2 separate regions of the Gossypium arboreum genome follow, and region 2 is linked to region 1. The links are chromatin contacts, called in public Hi-C maps. All regions are on one chromosome and are shown on one strand. Each heading gives the region's core, a stretch centred on a gene start, on an enhancer-like site or on the middle of the called end of the contact. The rest is flanking DNA. Distances are from core to core; before and after follow the strand shown. Region 1 holds the start of LOC108477691 (precursor of CEP5-like). Region 2 holds the start of LOC108479057.

Region 1 (4,857 bases), core at 1,942-4,441:
TTTTACATGTATGTAGAACTTGTTTAATGACTTTATTCATCCATGATGATGGGCTATTATATGTGCTTACATGGCTAACATGTTGAAGATATGTGTTTAGGCTTTTGGCCAAGTTGATTGGAATATGTTTTGTATGCTTACCTTATATGTGAAATAATGGTAAGTTAAATTCCATGTTATATGAACTTACTAAGTTTAAATGCTTACTTTATTTTATTTTCCCAGTTTTATAGTAATTAGGAAGCTCGATTTGGTTGAAAGCTGGTTAGAGTTACTTCACACTATCCATCGGCCCATTTCAGTATATATAGTAAATCAATTTTGGTTGTAAAGGCATGTATAGGTTCAGTTGGCCAAATGTTGACATGTAAATGTTTTGTTGTGATTAGTCATTTCAATGGCTTGTGTTTGATATATTTTGATATATATATATATATATATATATATATATATATATATGGCTTATCATGTTTGATGTGTGTTTGATATGTTTGAGTGATGGTGAACTTATAAGTATATTGATGATTGGTTTAAATTGGTATATTTGGCATAATTATGCATATATGTGGTTGGACCAATAGGTGATTGTGGATGTTGATTGACATGTTATAAGATGTTATTTGAGGTGCCTAAAGGCATATTGGTTGTATGTTGTGGTAACACATGTTTAGACATGATTCTAGCTTGATTTAAATGTCTTGTTATGGCTTGGTGATGTGCAAATTAATGTGTATAGGTTGATGTCAATTTGGGTGAGAAATGTGGCTTGGAAAATTACCTATTTTCTTCCATATGGGCAGAGATACGGGCGTGTATCTCAGCTATGTGTCACACAAGCGTGTCTCCTGCACCTTTGAAAAAATTTTAATATTTTTCAAAAAAAATTTTGAGTACTCAATTTAGTCCAAGGTGAGTTCCAACTGCCATTGCATCTATGACATGCTTTTTCATATTTGTTTTATGGTTCATGTTCAGTGTTTGTGGCTGTCCTTCTTAAAAATGTTGTCTCGAAGGTTCGAACTCGCATTCTCTTCTTAGGAGTGCAATGGGCCTTACCACTACGCACAACACTTGTTGATTGGATTAGTTCATGTTTAATTTGCAAAAAGAAATTGTTACATTCAATACTCACATATATATATATATATATATATATAGTTAGTATTTAGTACACATACTTTTTTATTCCACCAACCTTAAAAAATTATGTATCAATTATTTTAAATATTTATTTTCTTAATATTTTATTATACCCTTATAATATAATTGTTAATCCTTTGACTCTACTCATGAAGCTAAAACTCCACTAACAATAAGGTATCAAATAATTTTCATATATATACCCAATATTATTTACTAATTTCAAGCTTGTTTGTCTTACCTGCTATTATTGCTTATAGTTTGGTTTTTATTTTTCTTTTTTTTAGACGAGCATGCTCAAAATTAATCAAGAGTGAAGGGCACCAACCAAAGGAGAGGGTACTCCACCAACGTTGAATGCACTAAAGAAATATTTGGCAATTTTGTCCTGATCGATCAAGTCAAATGAAGCAAATGACGAGCCCCAGTTCGCCGTCCCTCAACCTCTCCACTTAGAGTTGAATAAATTTGATAATTAAAATCTCCCAAAAGGACTTTTTTCTTTTTTAATGGTTCCTGCATCTAAGGAAGTCCTCAGCCTCTGCAACTGATTGGCATACAGAGAAGGAAGGCAGCTAAAGACTTTTTTTTCTTCTTTTTTACCTTTTTGGCTTTTGCAATGAACAAAACCATTTGATTCTGTGTTGTGCTAGGCTGTAAAATGCAACTGTACAGTCAGAGAGAGTGACAAACACGTGATCTTTTGATTCATTCCTATTCTTAACTGGTCCTGTTACTCCAATACTTCAAATATCTCAATTCTATAGTTTGTGTTGCACTGCCTCACATGGTTTGTGTCTCTTTGAGCTTACTCAATTCTTTTCACATATTTGAAGCATTATACGTTGTATATAATACATATATGCTCTGAGGGTTTCTCCATTCTTTCAACTTCCTTTTCTTATAGACGATATACGAAAGAAATGTCCATATTTTTGTAATATTACAGTAATTAGTGAATATCAATCAAACCTCAAATCCGCCATTTGAACTTCAGATTTCATAAAACGGCATTCAACTTAAAGGAGTTTGACATCTTAAGTAGAATAAATAAACTTCTTACACTACATTTGATATTAGTATTATTTTTACGCATTTGTTACGAAAGACTATATTTATCCTTAACCAAAACGACCCCATTCGTCCATCAAGAAGTTATGATGGGCCATCTTCAATTCTATAACCAAGTTGGTAATCTTGTTAATTACGCCTTTTTTTTCCCTAGCATATACCTCAGTTGCTTGGGCTCCTTTGGATACCCAAGCAATTCCAGTACGGAGTTTAAAGGATTTTTTTGGTGCAATCACACCATTCTTTCTGTTTGGATAATTTTACCCCAGTTTAGTAGACGACCTGGATATTAGTGGGACTAAAATGTTTCACTGATGGAAAAATGATAGGTTTATTTATTTAAAAAATAAAAACAATTTTAGAATTTAATAAATCATTAATTAATTATTTTGATTAAATTATTTATTAGCTCTTCAAATATATTTTATACCACTTTAATTAATAGGCAAAGAAGGAGTTATAAAATGTAAAAATCCAAGAATTTCATTTGCTCACTGACTTCACTAAATATATTTTACAAACACTCAAACCTAAGGTACCTGAAACTGAAATTTAAACTAAGATAAGACAACACAAATAGAAACCGAACCACTTAAGCTGAAATCTTTTCTAGGATAGGAATCTGTGTGGCACTATAATACCATCTGTCTGTCTTCAAAGTAAGGATGTTTGGACCTAGTTTTGAATGGAATGGCCAATGCCAGGATTGTGTCCAGGAGATGTGCGCCTGAAATCTTGGTCGTTTTTCGGCGGCGAGGCTCCAATTACCACAGTTGGTGGTGAAGGTGGAGACTTGGTTTTGTTAACACCATTAATTTTGGGATCAACAATATTCCTACTTTCCTTTGCTAGGATTCTATTAAATGTTCTCACCTTCTGATTCTGCTCCAAAATCAAATGCCTTCCTAAAATTCCCTCAATTTCCAGGAAGAGAACAAGCGAAAGGAGAACAAGAATAGAGAGAAGATTGTTTTGGGCCATATATAAAATAGGTAAAGCTTAAAATGTGGAATTAAAACAAGTGAAGAAGGAGATACTTAGCAACTTTGCTTACAGACTTCTTCGTTCCCTATGGTGCTAGCTCTATTTATAGACGAAGATCGATCGAGAAAAGAGGTGTCAAAAGACTGATAAATATATATATATATATATATATATATTAAAAGGTGTAAATAAATTACATAATCTTTCTCCACATGCGGCCATAGAGCTTAGGTTATGGTCACTTAAACTCCAACAACATTTTGCATGGGCCATGCAACTGTTCTTTATTCATTTATTCTCCTTCTCTTCTTAACCTAATGTGATTTCTACTATATATTATTCTCTTATAAGAGTTATGAGTTGTCTACTAATATCAATTAAAGACTTTCAGTCTATCAATATATCCTTTTGTATATGTGATCTATTTTATTGAAAACATAGAGTAGTGTACTTAATTAACTTAGCCCCCACCTGCTCACCATTAAGAGTTTATAAAAACATATTTCTGTCAAGAATCTTTTAATATATTGTCTTGTTGTGTACCATGTACAATATATTCAGCTTTCCAACTCAAATTCCCAGCTGTTATAAACCCCCCATTCTCTCTCTCGTTTCTTTGTAGCTTCTAAAAGTGAAGTGACTCGTAGGTTTTAGAAGCTATGAAAAGCATTTGCAATTGAAGCTGATTTTGCTTTCTGCAACTTCTTACTGTTGACCTAACAATTTAATGCTTACTATTTGTTATTTGCAAGGAATTTCCGAAGGAAAGACTAAACAAGGCTTTATATTTTCTGTATACCCGACCTAAAAGAGGCTTAGATAATCAGCCTACACCCACAGTGAGATTGAACTAAAAGAGGCCTTTTAATTCCTTAGATTGGGCTGGAATGGGATGATGACTCCATGCATTCTTTTTTTTCTTTACAATAACTTTGGAGGGAAATTTTTAAAATTCTTAAGTAATTTAGCAATAAGATATTATGAGATAGTAGTATTTGTGTTTTTTTAGGTAAAATGCTTTTAAAAGAAATTAAGTTCTTGAAATTTCGAGAGATAGAAGTTAATTATAAAAGAAGAGCAATGGTTTTCGAAATAAAATAATACATATTAGTATAAAATGTATATGCAATATAGGTGCATCAAATTTTCTACAAATATATAAATATTATGGGTGAAAATTTAGTACATAGTCTATTTTTTATTTCATAAATAATCTTAATTTTTATTTCATAAATAATCTTAAAAATTAATATGTGGATTTTTTTAGGTAGATTTATATTTTAATAATTTATTATATCTATATAGGATACTTGTTAACTCCTAATCTGTTTGTGGAGTTTAAAACTTTACTAACAATGCATCAAATATTTTCCTAAATATTATTTTAATAATATAAAGTAATTATTTGATACACTTGTGAAGTCTAAAAATTTTCACCGACAATGGGATAATTTTCCTATAAATTACATAATATACGTTATTTATATTTTTTAATAGTAAGATTATGTGAATTAAGGGTATATATGAACACTATAAATTTATTGTATGGGAGTGTAATTATGAGGATAGCAATTAATTACATTTTTTTATTACAAACAATTCTTATTCTTAAGATGTATTTGACTAGGAGAGTGCAATTATATTTTAATTTGAACTTAAAAA
Region 2 (4,723 bases), core at 781-3,280, 470 kb after region 1:
TAAAACCTAATATATACAATATTGGGCTCATATACCATAAAAATCAAGCCTAAAAATTGAACCGAATATGGTTTAAACTCAAATTAAAGCCCAAAACTCGTAATTTCCCGTAGTAATCTCATCCAAAAATTCTACACGTGCAATCTTTATTTAAATGGTCATAACTTGAGTTCTTAGACTCGAAATCGAGTAATTCAAAGCACATTTCAAAGATAAGAGATAGTTCTTCAAACGCTATGCAGACATATCAGTCCATAACTTTCTGGATCCCATCCAAAAATTCGTCACAAGTTGACTAATCTTTTGAGCTTTAAAATTGGCAGCTTAGTTAAATCGTCTTTAATAAATTTCACCATATCCATGCATGTATCAATAATGCATGGTTCAACTACATCAAGTATTTCAATCATTCTATGTCGTGTACCGGACGACTCAGTGAAGTAGTTGATGGCCACCTAATGGCCATGTCACCCTCTTCTCATACCCCATCATTGTTAAGTATTTTATTAATAGAATTTCTTTCTTCTTTTTTTTTTCATATCAGAGGCTTGAGCATGAAAGAAAGTTGTGTTTCTATCCCCTTCTCTAAGCCACCAAACCCTCGACCTTTGTAACCAATACCATTCTTCTTCAAGTGCATTATGAAGTTGGCTTTCAAGAGATTTTTCTTCGGCTAGTATGGAGGCATTCGGTTGGGACATTCTCAAGTCTCGGAGTTGGTTCTAAATAAGCCTATCTTGCTACAGATCTCCCCAATGTTGATTGAATGCTATCTACTTAGATCATTCCCCACTCTTTTCAGCCTACTTCAAAAGTTCAGGTTAATTGAGTCTTACAAGGTCCTCCATAATACTCGTTTGCATTCATCATTTTTGGTCCATGAAGTTTTAAAAAGGAATTACTTCTTTTTCCATCTACTACTAGAGTGGATCTCCTGTGTTAAAGACTAGAGGGCAATGATCTGGTTCGGTCCAAGCTATATCTTCTGCCTTAAAATGTGGGTATTTGTTACACAAATCCGTGGTTGCCATCATACGGTTAATTTGTTCTCTTATAGGATCATTTCCATCTCTATTATTTGACCAAGTGAACCACATTCTTTCAAACCCCAAGTTGTTCAGATTAGATATCATGTTGGAATTTTTTTTTTTGTTCATTTGGTGGATGTTTCATGGGGCACCTCCGCTTTTATCGCCATCATGGCCGGTTTCATTGAAATCTCCACAAACAGATTGATTATCCAAGCTAGTGAGAGTGTTCCATGAGATGTCTCTTAATCTAGCTTTAGGTTCCCCATAGAATAAAATCAACAGAAAAACAATTTTGGAAACAACATTGTCGTCTCACTCTGTCCTTTTCCTGTGCAGTCGTGGTCTCATAGAGGAAAATAATGTCGGTTTATGAGTTTGTGTTTCAGACGAAGGAACAAGAATATCAACTTGTAGAGCTAGAAGGCAAGCAAATTATATGATTGTATCAAATGATATTGGAGAAATAAAAGATAAACAAATTATTACAGAACCTGGATTGAAATAAGTAGGAAAATCCACAAAGCAAGCGTACACAATCTTAAGAGTCATTATTAATAATACATAGACACATATTTGTTAAATAGTTACACTTGCATTTAGTGGTTTGCAAAATCAAATCACCAATCGCTTTGATAAATTTTCATATGCAAGCGTTTCTGAGCATAATTCACCAGCTTCTCAATCTCCTTGGCGTTCTCAATTTGGCCATCATGGTTGCAATCCGCTTCTTTCATCCCTTGACGTGCTTTCCACCATCCAAACTTAACTCTCAGGCTATGCAGTGCCTCTTTCAGCTCTTCCTGGTTGATCCGCCCGTCGTGATCCGCATCGAAACGCCGTAGCCATGCTTTGAATTCATCCACCGTCATTTCGTTGCTTGGTTGGACATCGATACACCGCATGATCGCCATGCCTCTGATAATTCTAATGAAAGAACTGTATGTGCTTTTTATGGTGCCAATCTACCATGAGATGCTTGAAAAGATTGATTTTAGTGGCAAACAGAATAATCTAATAGCCATGGGTGGCTATGCTACCTTTATTTTTGTCGCTATTGTTATCAGAATCTTTTAAATCTTAAGATCTTTTGTTTGTTTCAAATTCATTCAACTTTATTCTTCATACTCATGCCACCCTCCCATCGATATAAAGTTAGCCAATAATTTCATCATAAGAAGAATATACAAGATGATGCACATTTTCGTTGAAAGATTTATAATAGCAAAACCATTACTGGTTCAACTGAATCACTGTAAATTCAAGGGCCATGAGCTGTACAAACACATTGAGTATCATATATATAAGATTAAAAAGGGGTTCTTCCTCTTGGGAGGGCTACTTGCATTGGAGCTATCATTTCAAAGCCTTTAATTTTGACCTATAAATATTCAAAAAGAAATTAATGTTTGTAACGAAGATGAATTTAATTAAAAAATTAAAGATACTAACAATTGAATTTACATTTTAAATTTTAAAAATGATAAGACTAAATTATTTAAAATAAAAATAGAAAGATTAAATTCTAAATATAAAAAAATACAAATACTTGAAACTAATTTATTGGATTATGAATGTAATGGTGAAATATGAGTCTTCTTGATTCTAAAGCTTCACTATTTAATTTTGTTAACTTTGTCGATGTACTGTTTAACACGTGTTGTGCAATTTGTAATATTGATCGGCTGTAAATATTAATTTCATATCTTTTATATATAAAACTAGACATTTATGAGTGTCGAGATAGCATAATTATTATATAATTATGTTCAAAATCTAACTTTGTTATACATATTTTGGTTTATAATTGAAAGTTTTTGAATATTTTGAGACAAAGTTTAATAAAATGATAAAAAAATAAATTTATGAAAAAAAAACTAAATATTAACAGTATTTTATAAATAAAACTAGATCTTTTAGGATTTATTTTTGAAGTCTTTCTTTCATAATATAAAATTCTATGTAAATTTCTTAACTTCTAATGGTTTTATAAAGTCGATTATTACTATAGATTATCTAGAAAAACAATTTGAAAGAAAAAAAAATTACTAACTTTTGTGTTGAAATCATTCGGAATCGAAGTTAAGCGGAAAATTTAATCACATAAAAAATCAATCTACAGTGAGAAACATGAATAAGAAAACCAAATTTATGACGATTTTCTTTTAAAGCAAATTTATAAACTCATGACAATTCGTGTGTAGAAATGAAGAGCACTCCTAAACAGCCCATTTTGATTTACAGATGATAAAAAGAAAAGGCTTGACACTACTTTTTTTGGCTATTGGCAAAAACTTACAAGGAAAATTCCTTAGAATGAACTTTTTCATAAGTTTTAATGTTACGTAAAGTACTATAAAAGTTGTAATAGCATGTATAAATAGGTAATGTTTTTGTAATTAGTGTTTCAGAAAATATTACTAGTATAATTTGTGGAGGTTATAATAATGTGTAATTAAACAAAATATTACGAATGTTACAATATGTAATTGAATGTTGTATAATTGAACAATGTAATTACATAATATTACAAAAATTGTAACAACTTGTGTAATAAAGAGTTTTTATTTTGTTTGTCACCATGACCCAAAAAAACCAACTACCCGATTAAAAATCGAACACGCAACAATATGATTAAAAATCGAACCTCCAACAATATGATTAAAAGATAAGGTAAACAACCATTCCACCTAGATAACATCATAAAATTTTTGTAAAAATGTGTAATTGCATAATTAGATGAATATTACAAATTTGGTAATAAGTTGTATTATTAGAGGTTATATGAGAAGCATTTAACAGTAAATTTACCGTCCAAACTAAATATTAGGGAAACCCAAAGCCCATATAATTCATTACTGGATGGGGAAAAAAAGTAAGTGGATGCGTCATGTATAGAGAGCTTTTAATAAATGATGATCAAACCCCAAGACTTTATGCGTCTTACCAAATTGGTACATGATAGTGATGGGCAACGGCAACGTGTGAACCCACAACCATCACCAGCTCCTTCAAACTAAACACTACATCGCGTCTTCTACCCCCAAAAACACCCATTTCTTCCTACATCGACAAATCAAAAACCTATGACAAAACTGCTATTCACCATCACTATTGCAGCAAACTTCAATCAAAAATACCAGCGGATATAAAGTTCCATTCCCATACTAATCCAAGCGATGCTACCAAAAAAAAAAAAACTGTATGGTTAAGGAAATGAGAAGCTTTATTTTCCTATCATCACGAAGATGACGAACCATTATTGGTCTGTTTAGCCACATAAATCTGCTTCATCTTTGAAGTGGGGAAGTTCTTGTCTCCACCCATGGATTGGTTCCTTCCTTGGAAACCTGTTCTACGTTGGGTCCATTCACCCGCTCCATTCTTTTGTGAGACCGCATTTCCTCTCTGATGATTATACCAGGAAGAGTTACCATAATGCTGAGGAGAAGCTATATTCTTCTGCTGGGAAGAAGACTGAACAGCCTTAAGAGCAGTATTTGTGCTCTGCCTACTACTAATACCATCATTCTTGCCAGCATCAGCAACTTTAGTGAGGGACGGGCTTTTAGTATCATGTTGTGCAGAAGCAGCAGGGATGGTGGAGCTCGATGGTTCCACCAACCCTAGTTCATCGGGCAACTGGGTTATTGTTGCATCTGTTGCCACAGGAAATTTCCTAGAGCTGTCAGAGG

Evidence for each region. A called contact is a pair of places that touch in the nucleus more often than the background predicts.
Region 2: a Hi-C map of leaf shows a contact between it and region 1, with 4 times the contacts expected there. The contact joins the promoter of LOC108479057 here to the promoter of LOC108477691 in region 1. A contact is called at or near these places in 2 of 5 Hi-C or Micro-C datasets (both in leaf).

What each region holds. Positions count from the first base shown.
Region 1 is chr12:22,329,338-22,334,194 of ASM2569848v2, forward strand. LOC108477691 (precursor of CEP5-like) reads right to left here and starts at 3,192. Exons shown (of 1, transcript XM_017780202.1): 1 at 2,887-3,192. The coding sequence starts at 3,192. The coding sequence ends at 2,887.
Region 2 is chr12:22,801,132-22,805,854 of ASM2569848v2, forward strand. It overlaps LOC108479057, which reads right to left and starts at 2,031. Exons shown (of 1, transcript XM_017781483.2): 1 at 1,464-2,031. The coding sequence starts at 1,942. The coding sequence ends at 1,649. It overlaps LOC108479181, which reads right to left. Exons shown (of 8, transcript XM_017781630.2): 8 at 3,922-4,723. The coding sequence ends at 4,269.